Regions from separate parts of the Zea mays genome. Here regions 1 and 2 are each linked to region 3. A link is a contact called in public Hi-C data. All regions are on one chromosome and are shown on one strand. The core of a region is the stretch at or near the end of the contact, and the rest is flanking DNA. Distances in the headings are between cores, read along the strand shown. Region 1 holds the start of LOC100272484 (Protein HAIKU1). Region 2 holds the start of LOC103644833. Region 3 holds the start of LOC103637724.

Evidence for each region. Hi-C and Micro-C count contacts between places; a contact is called where the count stands out from the background.
Region 1: a contact with region 3 is called in a Hi-C map of leaf, with 5 times the contacts expected there. The contact joins the promoter of LOC100272484 here to the promoter of LOC103637724 in region 3. A contact is called at or near these places in 9 of 25 Hi-C or Micro-C datasets (bundle sheath, ear, endosperm and 4 more).
Region 2: a contact with region 3 is called in a Hi-C map of leaf, with 4 times the contacts expected there. The contact joins the promoter of LOC103644833 here to the promoter of LOC103637724 in region 3. A contact is called at or near these places in 3 of 25 Hi-C or Micro-C datasets (ear, leaf and tassel).

What each region holds. Positions count from the first base shown.
Region 1 is chr1:104,633,174-104,637,155 of Zm-B73-REFERENCE-NAM-5.0, forward strand. It overlaps LOC100272484 (Protein HAIKU1), which reads right to left and starts at 2,043. Exons shown (of 1, transcript NM_001146955.1): 1 at 712-2,043. The coding sequence starts at 1,896. The coding sequence ends at 970.
Region 2 is chr1:105,023,356-105,027,432 of Zm-B73-REFERENCE-NAM-5.0, forward strand. LOC103644833 reads right to left here and starts at 2,502. Exons shown (of 7, transcript XM_008667989.3): 1 at 2,179-2,502; 2 at 1,081-1,153. The coding sequence starts at 2,253. LOC103644834 reads left to right here and starts at 3,929. Exons shown (of 5, transcript XM_020547165.1): 1 at 3,929-4,077.
Region 3 is chr1:104,780,544-104,784,662 of Zm-B73-REFERENCE-NAM-5.0, forward strand. LOC103637724 reads right to left here and starts at 2,382. Exons shown (of 3, transcript XM_008660479.4): 1 at 2,066-2,382; 2 at 1,452-1,939; 3 at 314-1,178. The coding sequence starts at 2,123. The coding sequence ends at 591.

The sequences.
Region 1 (3,982 bases), core at 793-3,292, 150 kb before region 3:
TAAAAGGAATGTGTCCCCAATAAAGGTGTCGCGCAACCTTATATAGATGTAGGTAAGAAAGAAAACAAGCTAGTATGCCATACAAAAGTCTGTACAACTGTAACTATACGAATATATTTCCTTTAATATACTGACATGGGCATGGACAATATTTTATTTTCTATCTGAAATCCAGAAACCAAAGGTATACAGTGTGGTCCCTGCGAGAAGTGCTGCTTATGTCGATTACCATGTTGAACTGCATATAACCCATTTAGTGATCAGATCAGAAGATGCTACTGCCACGCGGCCAAAATGAGCAAAAGAGCAACCTTTGTATCATATGTATACGGGCACAATTAGCACAGGATGGTATGGTCCTGTGAACAGTTAGTAACTTATAAACATAAGAACAGTGTGTCAATCTTAAAGACTAAGCCCTTCAGTAGTTCATGATAGGGATAACTACCAACATTTGTTTGATGGTGATTTTCTGACCAGATAATGTCCAGGAAGCTCCTCAACCAATAAGTAATACGGAAAGGAGAAAAAAAGAATAAGAAGAACATGCCATGCCTTAACAGGCAGACCAACAATACCCATCAGTTTGAGATTTGTCAGAAAGAGCTACTCTTTCATGAACTACAGGTTTACAATTACAGATTTCCAAGCCTAGTCACTCGAGAATCTAAAGTAGAACATGTCCAGAATTTGCATCTAAGAGAAGTGAATGAATTGAAATATTTCACAGTTATACAATTACAAATATATAACAAATCTCCTTTTACATACCGACTAATCAACCACAGCACAGAAGCAGTAAGTAGCAGCAATAAATATGGGAGTCCAAAGTTACAACCCACCTGTGTGTTTCTCCAGCCAAATCCGGCGGACGACCCAACCGACCTCACCGTGGCTACGTCCCTACCGTCAAATGTTACACGGCCGCCTTGCTCAAGAGGGGCAGCTGCTGTGGAAAACACAGACTTGCTATATATCTCTCCACCTTGGGCTAAGGCTCGGCAAGAAGCCTGATGGAGAAAGGAGCCCAGACGGCGACTGCGGGAACCAGAGACCCGGCGACGGCGGCGGCGGCATGGGTCCTGGGCCAAGGATGCCGGTCCCCGCCAACGGAGACAGCGCGGGGAAGTTCGGCGTGAGCGGCGGCGGGTGCTGAAACCCTGGCGAGAGTAGCGGATAAGGTGACCTGGGCGTGGGCGAGAGCAGGTTGAGGAAGCTGCTTGGGGAAGGGAGTATCCCAGGCGACGGTACAGGCGGGGGATGAGGATGTGAAGGCTGGTGGTGAGGGTGTGGCAGCTGTCCCGCAGCTGCAGCTGCAGCCGCCGCCGCCGCGGCAGCGGCTCCCGGTGGGGTGGCGCTGAAGAGGGAGTTCTCGAGGATGCGCATGTACGCTGAGACTGGGGAATCAGCCCAGGCAGGGCCGGGAGCGGGCATGTGCTGTGCTTGGGGCTGCGGCGGCGGCGGACGGTGGAAGACGGGGTAGTTGTGGTTAGGGTTGTGGGGGACGGCGTGGTGGTTGGGATGGACGGGCGGGGGCCGGGCGACGGGGGTTGCGATGGGGGGCGGGCGGATCCTCTGGAGGCGCATGGAGGGTGTCTTGGGCTGCGGCTGCGGCGGGCGGTGGGCGAGCTGGTGGTGGTGCTGCGGCGGCGGTGGGGACGGGGTACCGGCGGTGAGCTGCTGGACGATGTCGCGGAACTGGTTCTTGCTGATGTTGTAGACCTGCGGCTGGGGCTGGGGAGGGCGGTTTGCGGCGGGCTGTGGCTGCGGGGGCGGCGGCGGCGTGGCCTTGCGGATGGAGCGGCCGAGCTTGTTGACGCCGAGGTGCGGGTTCTGGCTGCCGGCGGAGGTGGTGCTACTGGCACTGCTGCTGTTGTTGGAGGTGGTGCGATCCATGGGAACGGGTCGGGGGTGAGGACTAGGAGCCGATTGATTGGGTGGTCAATTTTGGGAGGAGCAGGGAGATGAGGGCATGGGCGCGGTCCGCGGCGAGTTGATTGGGCTGGGTGTGGCGTAAGCGGAGGGGGAGGGGGCGGTGGACGGGACGAGCACGGAAGAGGAGGGGAGCAAGTGGAGGAGCGAGCGCGGAGTAGGTTGCTTTGCTTCAGGGGCGAGGGAGACCAGCTCGGTTGATTCGCGTCTTTGCCGCTGCCCACTGGCCACTGCCGCCGTCCGCCGATGGATCGAGTGGCAGACTAGCTGCCGGCCAGCAATTCCGTTTGTCCACTACGATTCCATTTGCTCCGCAGCAATACGTATTTTGGTGTCTGGACTTTTTGCATTTCTTCAACTTCACCCAGCTTTTGCCCTGCACTTTCCTGTAACTATCAGCAGCAACCCATGAGTTATGGCGTGATGATGATGGAGGTTAGTGACCATGAGCAACAGGCAACAGCGAGTATTACGGAAATGTTTACATGACTACGATTTCGTTGCCGCATGCTCAATGCTGAGGTGTTGCTGACCAATTCGCTGAATTCTCTACGGCACATCGCATTTATCAGGTATTTATTAATACTGTCAGTGGGGCTCAAGATGAGACTTTTAGCCCGGCCTGCATTCATTCTAAATTTTGTCTCTTCCAAACCTCTAAAATTTATAGTACTGATTAGGAGCTAAAATTAGCTATTTTTTAGCAGATCAGCTAATGTACGAGCTAATTCATAGTTATGCCTCTTAAACATTTGGTAGTTGCTCTGACCCAGTTAAAATCAATTAACAACTTATTTGAGATAACAATTGGCTATAAAGGTTCGGAACAGAGAGTCTATACTTTCTAAATCATTATCTAAAAATTAATTTTGAATAAAAATATGTTTATACTTTTATGTTGAGTAGATTTTTTTATAACTCGTGCTATAGAGAGTATATCTTCAATCTCTATTTTTCTAGACACAAATAAATATATATATATATATATTTATATTTGATCATCTAATTAAATAGGCAGTTAGACAATCAAAATCTCAAAAACTATAAAGAATATAAAAAACTTTGCTTTTATTCGACTAATAATATTATTAATTCTGATGTTGTCTTGTTACCTCCATGGCGAGTGTGTGTCGCGCTAGCAGCATGCATGTCGGCATGCTAGCAGCCCACCTTCTCCTCGCTTGGTATCGTTGAGAACCAAATTGATCTTAGTATCGTTGAGCACCAAATTGACCTAAGTATTGTTGAGCACCAAATTGATCATGCGGACACTCCGCGGTCTGGATGGTTCACCGTTATGGCACGAACCGTTCGCGCGCGCAGAGCCAGTTAGAGTTCTAAATTTCTTGCGGGATTTGTTAGCTAAATCCGTGGAATTAGCTTGGGAGACGGTTTGTAACGGGTCCGAACCTCTCTCTCTATATATATGGAGGGCTACGGCCGATTGAAACACCAACAATCGATCAATCAATCAATATACATCTAGTTATGTACATTTTTGCTCTATGAGTAGACAGTAACTTAGATTCCTCTCTCTAAATCTTCACCTCTCTCCGGCTCTACGTCAATTAGAGGCGTCTTAGACGGCCTGCCGATCCCAAGGCAAAGCCTAGGATTTCTCCTCCCGACGGGTCCCTCCCGGGAGCGAGATTTAGGCGCCGTTGACGAACTCCGCCACCCCTGCGCACGTGTGGACCGTCCGGTCATCAGGCGTGTACCGTCCGGCTCGTCAGGCAGGAAACCAGCCCCTGTGCTAGGTCGTGGACTGTCCGGCGCTGGCCGCGGACCGTTCGCGCTTGCGCAGAGAGCACCGCCGCCGATTCTCATCGGGGTGATTGGCGTCCGGATCGGCGCCAACACACTTTTTGGCAACTCCGTTGGGGAACTCGCATATAAACCTATCAGATCGGCCCTCAATGGCTGGTTCAAGGGATAACTCTGACGTCTCCCCAGCAATATCATCGAGCCGACTTGGGAAACCTTGCCGGCTGAAGAACAGCTTGAGTTCGAGGAGCATAAGGAGCAACTGATCAAGGAAGCAAAAGCAAAA
Region 2 (4,077 bases), core at 1,252-3,751, 240 kb after region 3:
AACTTTGAGAATGGGGAAGCGCTTTTTAAGCACCCCCAAAGCCCTTTCCACATGGTTCCTCAGAAGTGCATGGCGATGGTTGAAGAGCTCCTTCGGGTTCTGTGGTCTTCGATGTCCAGCCCCAAATTCCTTCAAGTGGTACCGAGCTCCTCGGTATGGAGCAAGAAAAGATGGAGTATTTGCATACCCTCCATCAACTAGATAGAATTTTCCTGGAGGTACCTGGAAACCCTTGCTCATAGCTGATCTTAGCACTCTAGAATCTGTGGCCGATCCCTCCCATCCACTAGAAACAAAAGTGATATTGAGATCGAAATCACATGCCACCATCACATTTATGCTTAGTGTTCCTTTCCGATTTCGAAAAGGAGAATGTTTATCGGGAGATATGGAAATAGGAATGTGAGTTCCATCAATGGCACCAAGACAATTCTTGAAGAATGGATAGAATCTAGGATTATCTTGGATTTTTTGATGCACTTGATTAGGATCAGGAGGCTGAATGAAGCGATGAGATAGGACAGGAATGACCTTATTGAAGAAGTGGTTGATGTGATGATGGAAGGTGTCATTACTGTGCCCAAAATACACTTGGAGATCCTGATATGAGGCGTTGCGACTTAGCATGTATAAGAAGAACCCCAACTTCTCCTCGACCGTGATCCTTGTATCAACAATGATCCTTCTCCTTCTAAGATAAGTTGCAAGCTCTCTGAAGATGTGTGGTTCCATCCGAAATGTAACTTGACAGTTCTTGACATGTCCCTCGAGCAGTCGACGAACCTTAACCTCGCCTGTCTCATCTGAGGTATGACGTTTCTTCTTTTGTCCCCCACCTCTAGTAGAACCCATCAGATATAAGGCGGGGAAAATAAATATCATCATGTCATCATCTTCTTCTTCCCTCCTCTTTCTAATACGATCCCGCAATGAGATACTCATTGTAGAACTAAAGAATATTTTTTTTGTCAGGTAGAAGTTAAATAATAAAATAGACTTAAAGCAAATCATGTATCATTTCAAAAGTACAAGTAATAAGGACTAAAGTATACCATATATATGTACAAAGAATCAGCATACCTTTTGGAGTTGGTACCGGATCCCAAGAGGGAGGAGGTTCACCTTCCCCAACTATAATTGGTGTTGTAGGGATCTACATGTAACAACTTAAATAAGTAGCTGGCATACATGATTATAAAGTATACACTAAATTCTTGAAGAAAACACATGAATCTAGGCACATAAATAAAAATGCAATTCAGTTGTAGAGCGATAGTAGTAAGTAGTAACACGTTGGGAAGGATATACTGATAAAATTTGATAGGAAAAATTGTGTACACGAACTAAATCAAATAATACCATGATTATTATTACACACCGAAAGCTCAGGCTGTTGACGAATATATTTCTGGATCCGTCACTAGCATCGATTCCATTAGCACTGGCGTGCAGGACCACACGTAGTCTAGGCTAGCTTTCACCAGGTGTCTCCAGCGAAACAGAGCAAGCTTTGCAGCTGGAATTGTATTCGATCAGATACACAGAAACCCATGTTCTTTTTTTCTCCCTTTGTAACCTGAGACTTGCTTAGCGGCTGTTTAATACCATGGAATTCAGGATGTAATATCTGATATGGACAAAATCTTGCTCAGAAGATTTTGCTTCAAATGGAATTCAGGATGTAATATCTGATAAGATTTTGCTTTGTGTGGACGCAAGCAGTTCAGACTTCCAACGGACATTCAACAGGGCAAAATGAAAATGCCAAGCGAGTACTTAGACGACCAAGCTTATCAGAAGCCTATGGACGCGAGACAACTGCTACGAAGCAAAATCTTGGTGAGGAGGTCATACGCCTGCGTCCGGCGTCCTATCAGAAGCCTATGCGCAAAACAAAACAAAATTCCATTTGAAGAAAACACATGAATCTATCCCCTGCTGTTCTGCCAGCGTCCTATCCGCCAGCGTCCGGCGCATCCAGGGGAACATACGCGATGGAACACCAGTGCGCCAGCGTTCTTGGTGAGGAGGTCGTCGCAGGTGTACACCAGTGCGCCTTCCCAGTGGAGATGGAACACGCCAAAACCAACGCGGTGCGAGAGCGGAGAGGAGCGAGATCGAGGGCGAGAGTTTGGGGCAGAGAGAGCAGAGGATAGGAGAGGGAAGGCAGATCCTCACCGTGGAGAAGGCAGCGGGGAGGGTCGTTGTCGGGGCTGTGCGCCGCCGCCGTGCCGGTCGCGTCAAAGCCGCCATCGCGCCGGTCGCGTGGAGCCGCCGCTGCGTCGGTCGCGTGGAGCCAGGCTTCGATCCGGACGTTACCACACAAGGGTTGGTTCCGGGCCGTAAGGTGAAGGAAAATTTTAATCCGGGCCAGTTTCCATTTCAATTCGGGCCGAAACGAACAATAGAAATAAGTTCTATCAAATTCCAAACCAGGCCCATTTGTTCCACCCGGAACAAGGCCTGGAATGGGCTGATACTCTAGAAACGAACGAGGCCTAAATCGAACTCATTCTCCCTCCCAGCCACCTTTCCCATCCCACTCCCACCCGATTTGCTGCGGCGGCGGCTCTCACGGTCACGGCTGCGGCTCTGCGGCGGCCGGCGGCCCCTCTGCTCGGCCGAGCTCGCAACCTCGCCCGCTCGCCGTCTCGCGCGCTAGCGCCGTCGCGGCTCGCGCGCTGCTCGGCGTGCCCGCTCGCCGCTCGCCGCTCGCCGTTCGCCCGCTTCTCCCCGGCTGCTCACTCGCTTCTCCCTCTGCTCGCCGTCTCGCTCGCCGCTGCTCGCTTCTCCCCTGGCCGCTTGCCGCTGCTCACTCGCTTCTCCCTCTGCTCGCCACCTCGCCCGCTTCTCCCCTGGCCGCTTGCCGCTGCTCGCTGCCCGCTCGCTGTCCGCTTGCCGCTGCTCGCTCGCTGCCCGCTTGCCGCTCAGTGACCAGCTCCCTGCTCGCTTGCCGCTCTGTCACCACTCACCAGCGAGGCAGCGACGCGCTCGACGCTCCTCTGCTCTCTCCCCCCGCGCTCTCCTCTGCTCCCCTCTGCTCTTTCCCTCCACCGTCGCGCTCCTCTGCTCTATCTCCCCGTGTGCTCCCTCTTGCGTTGCATCTGCATCTGCTGCGTGACTACGTCCACTGCTTCACCTCCAGGTCCGGCTGCAAAATTGAAAATAACTTGTTTTAATAATATAGTTAGCTACACAATTAAAAGTGTCTTGCTTAAGTTTTGGTTTTGATGGAAATGCCTTGTTTATAGTTTTGATTGTGATGGAAGGAGGCAGTGTAGAGGGCAAGGGAAAAGAGCCATGTATTGGTGAATCATCTGCTGCAGCCTATGAATGGGTGGTTACTACCGATGGTAAGGCTTTCTAGCATTAGATTAGCACTATTGAGTTCTCACATGTAAAATGTCAATAGAAGTTTTAGTTTTCTAGTGGAAAGTCATATGCCGAATTACATTATTAATTTCATGCCACATAACTTTGTTTATTGCTTTACGTCGTTTATTTTTATATTACTAGGAACTCGCAAACAACTACAAGGTTCTATTGATGACCCATGGAGTCATGGTGAGAAGTGGAAGAAACAAGGATTCAAGTGTGCTTATTGCGGTTGTGCTAAGGAGAGTGGAGGTAAGACCCGTCTAAGATGCCATCTAGCTGGTTTGTCAGGAGATGGCAAGTCATGCCTGAATGTACCAAAGCGTGTGAGGGAGGTAATGTTGAATGACTATGCAAGAGGGAAAAAAAGGAGGGCAGATTCTAAAGAGCATAAACTCTTTGTGGACAAGGCAATTATGGATTTAGCATATAGTGATGCTAGAAGAGAACAAATACCTAGGGATGAAGCTGGACAGATGGCGTGGGCATTAAGGGAATCATTGTTGGATCAAAGGACATCTGTCAATAGCCCACCTTTAGGTAGAAGTAGCACTGGGACAAGCAATACCACCCCACCATAGTGCTATATTGGCTGTAACATTGGCAATCAAGAAGCTGGCAGACTCACCTATAGAAGCATCAATTGCAATTGATCAATTTACAAGAACATTCAGCAAAAAAGAGAAGTTATTTGGATCACTA
Region 3 (4,119 bases), core at 1,132-3,631:
ATTTGCACCATCTAAAAACAACTCGTATGATCCATGAGATTGAGCAAGCAGGTGTTGCAAGCAATTTTAGTTGTTTTTTCCCTTAAAAATGGTAGTGATGGCCAATATAGTGTGACGTCAATTTTGCTGTAAAACCAGTCGCCGTCAATTTCATGGTAAGGAAGCTAAACTGATTGCACCAGGCAGCGCAATGCAATGACGGACACAAACGTCAAAAGAATTGGGTGAGTTTAACGCGACACAAACGTCAAAAGAAATGGTTTTTTGCCAAAATTGGTTTTTATATCGGGTTGTTCGTTTCACTATTAATCTATATGTAGATTGAGTGATATTTAGTCGATTTAAATCCATAGCAAATACATCTCAATTTATTTTAATACACATTAATCCACGTGACATTGAAATAACCAAACAAGACCTAAGTAACCAGGAAATAGTACTATGTTTCATTTCAGAAGAGTTGAGTTGTGAATTGGCAAAAGAGCTATTTGCTCCCTGTACCCGATTGTAGAAACAAAGCTCCCATGATGAATTTTGGCTGGCTGGTGTCAGGGAAAGACAACCACTGCCGATACCCAATCTGAACATTCTTATTCCTCGTCATCCTCGTCGTCGTGGAAGCGTAGGTGCCTCCCCTCCGGCACCGGCAGCCCCCTGAGCATCAGTGCGCCGAGCTCCGCCCTAGCTTCAGCCGCATCGGCCACCTCCTCCCGCTCGATCTCGTCGTCACTGTTGTAGATGAACCTGGTGTGCTTCCCCTCGAACTGCGGCAGCCCGGTCTTCTTCTCCCCTTCATCCAACACGGTCATCCGGCTCATCTCATCGCACAGATCATCGTAGCAGCCGTCATCGCTGTCTTCTTCCCAGTCATCCTCCTCCTCGAACTCCTCCTCTTCTTCAGTGTAATCTGCCGCCAGCTCCTCCACGTCCAGCTCTTCTTGATCGCCCTTCTCGGAGCTGGCATGGACCTGAGTGGACCAGGCTGAGGAGCTGTCACCCTCCTCAGGTGACGATGTCTTCCCGGCGCTGCCCTCCTGGAGGGAGACGGATGATGGGACGGCTGATCCGCTGGACTCGTCGGAATTGTCCGGGGAGTCGTCGAACACCAGCGCACGGTTCAGCTGGCACTCGCCCAACTTCTCCTCTGGCTGAGGTGGAGGGATGGAACCTGCAATGACCTACACACCAAGGTCAAAACTTATTATGCGACAAGTACCGCAGAATTGCAAATAAACTAACATGGACATGAATAAATTAAAGAAGGTTAACAAATGAAGATACTAGATGAAATGGTACGTTCCAGACTGAAATTGGAAACCCCACTACTCGGAACAGAAACGGTGAATCAAACGTGTACAAGGCACATGTCGAATTGCAGACTATTCGTCCTCGATGAGTAGGAAGATTTCATACTAGGGGGGCCATTCATTGCTAATTGACAATTACATTACCTGAAGCTTAGGAATCAGCAGTTCCTCTTCGTCGAGGACGCAGGGCACGACGGTGGCGCCGTCATGCAGCCCGACGCCTTCCCTGGGCGCGGAGACGGGGCCGATCTGCGGCGTGTTGGCCGGCGTGGGCGCAAGAAGCTGGGCCGGGGACCTGGAGACCCCGAGCAGCGCCTGGATGCGCTTGGGCCTGACGAGGGCGCCGGCGGCGGCGCAGCCCTGCTCCTCGTCGACCTTGTGCAGGAGCGCCTTGACCTGGCCGCGCAGGAGCGCCTCCCCGGAGCCTGGCGTGCAGCGCGGGGCCCTGCGGCGGGTCTTGGCGGGGGTGGTGTCGGTGGCGTGGAGGCTGCCCGCGGCGAGGCCGACGACGGGGGAGTCGTTGGTGATGTCGTGAAGGGCCGCGCGCGTCTGTGCGTGTGTCTCCCCCGCGACGGCGTTCTTGGACAGGGAGAAGAGGGCGGCGGAGTCCATCCCTGCGGCGGCGCTCTTCTCTGCGGGGAACCAAAGGTGGGCGTCCGTCAGGAAACACGTCCAAGAAACGCGTAGGTACTGAAGAATCGATCGATCCAGCGATCAAGAAACAGAGAGGCGAGGCGCGGGAGGAGAAGAGAACTCACGGGCGGATGCGGCGGCCAGCGAGCGGGTGATCCTCCTGGTGGACAGCGGCGTCTCCATCGGCGATGCGGGTGAGAAGCGCGCGTCGCTCGCGAGGAAAGAAACGACGTGCGAGGGCGAAGGAGCGGGAGAGAGAGCTGGGGGAGACGGCGAAGGCCCTGCGGCAGGTTTAAAAAGTTGGAATTGTGGCAGGACAACGGTAATATGACCGTTGTCTCAGGCTCTCAGCCTCAGGGAACGGACGAGGAGACGGCACTGCTCGCTGCTTGCCCCCCTCTCCCTCCGTACTAGCCGTTGCGTGGTTGATGCTGGTGGATTGGGCATGCAGCACCCACACTCTACCTTGCCGTGTAGGTGCAACGACGACTTTCTTTTGGTCGTGTAGGAGATTTTTGCGATTATGGAAAGCGGTAAAACAGGCTTCGCTCGTATAGACAGAGAGGCGAGTGCTTCACCTAAATGGAGACAAGACACGCTTAAAGTCATCCAAATAGACAAGCTCACACGTCTTGTCATCTTCAACTCGGATTTAATAAGCCAGAGACGTCACCATTAGCGGCCGTCACCGCAGACATTTTCAGGTGAGTTCTTAGCCTCGAAGTTCCTCTTCCCATCGTTTGTTCATCTTGTCCCCGGCGCCCATGAAGGGTAGCAGCTCCGCGTGGCGTATCAGGGCATCCCGGGCGCCTACAGCTATGCCAAGGACTACCCGCTGCGACGCTATCCCCTGCGATCCATTTGAGCTCTGGATCGCCGTGCTCTGGATCGTTTTATTTGCTTCATTCTAACTATTTCGTTGCGGTTTTTAGCTTAATTATTTAAGACTTGTCATGTTATTAATGCACAAGGTTTTATTCGAAGTGGAATTTATATGATTTTACTGAATCATATGAGAATTTAATGCAGACAGAAACAATCAATTACTGGAAGTAATGGATTTGCACTGTCAATCTCGGTTTGCAGGCCAATAGATGGTCAGGAGTAGTCTTTAGTTAATCTCAGTTCTGAACCTAAGACTATGATCATTATCTGAAACTTTGCATTTGAGACCTGATGTATGTGTGAGCCTGAAACCTGATGCATTTGAGAACCTGATAAGACAGATTAGTTTGAACTCAACCAAAGAAGGCAAATTCTGGCAAAAATACAGAACTGAACCTAGGCAAGAACAATGCAAAGAGCTTCTAGAGGACAAAACTTTATTTATCTCGATAATAGTTTACAGGGGCATATGTGCCTAGATCATCTCTGCATATTCGCTTTTAAACGATGTCTGTTATCTACTAGCAAGCTCCTGCATGAGAGTGATTTAGTTGCTTGCGCCGTGCTCCCCGTCGAGAACTCCCTCGGCCGCAGCATCCACCGCAACTACGACCTCCTCTGCCACCGCCTCCACATAGTCGGGGAGGTCCAGCTCCCCGTCCACCACTGCCTCCTCGCGCTCCCCGGGGTGCAACAGGAGCTGATTAGTGATCACCGGTTATCTCCCACCCGCAGGCTCTTGCGCAATGCAAGCTCACGCTCAACACCATCACCTCAACATGGCCCGCGAGGCCTTCGAGAACACTGCGGGTGCCGCCGACCACATCGCCGCGGGGGACTCCGGGACGCCGCCGCAATCGCGTCCGCGCACACCGTAGAGCTCTACGACCTCTAGGTCCTCGCCGCCGGCAACGTCACCACAAGAACGAGAGGTGGATGTGAAAGGGAAATATGTTTTTTAGCTAAGTGTTTTGGTGATTAACTGCTCAATACACCACTGTGAATTAATACTCCTTATATAAGCATGAGCACAAGTGTTTAGAAAGTAAATTGAAACAATCAAGTCCAAATGATTGAGAAAAAAAAGAAAAGACTTTTGTGTTTGAGAATGAACATATTGTAAACCTCTATAAATCAAAGTGATAAAGATATGTTTATATCACTTAGTCAATTGTTTTAGGTGCTAACAATATCCATCTAAGTGCTACGAAACTTCTCAAGGCACGCTAAAAAGAAGGGAAGAAGTTTTGGCTCAAGACAGGAGAAGTTGGGCCAGACTAGGCAACACCGAACA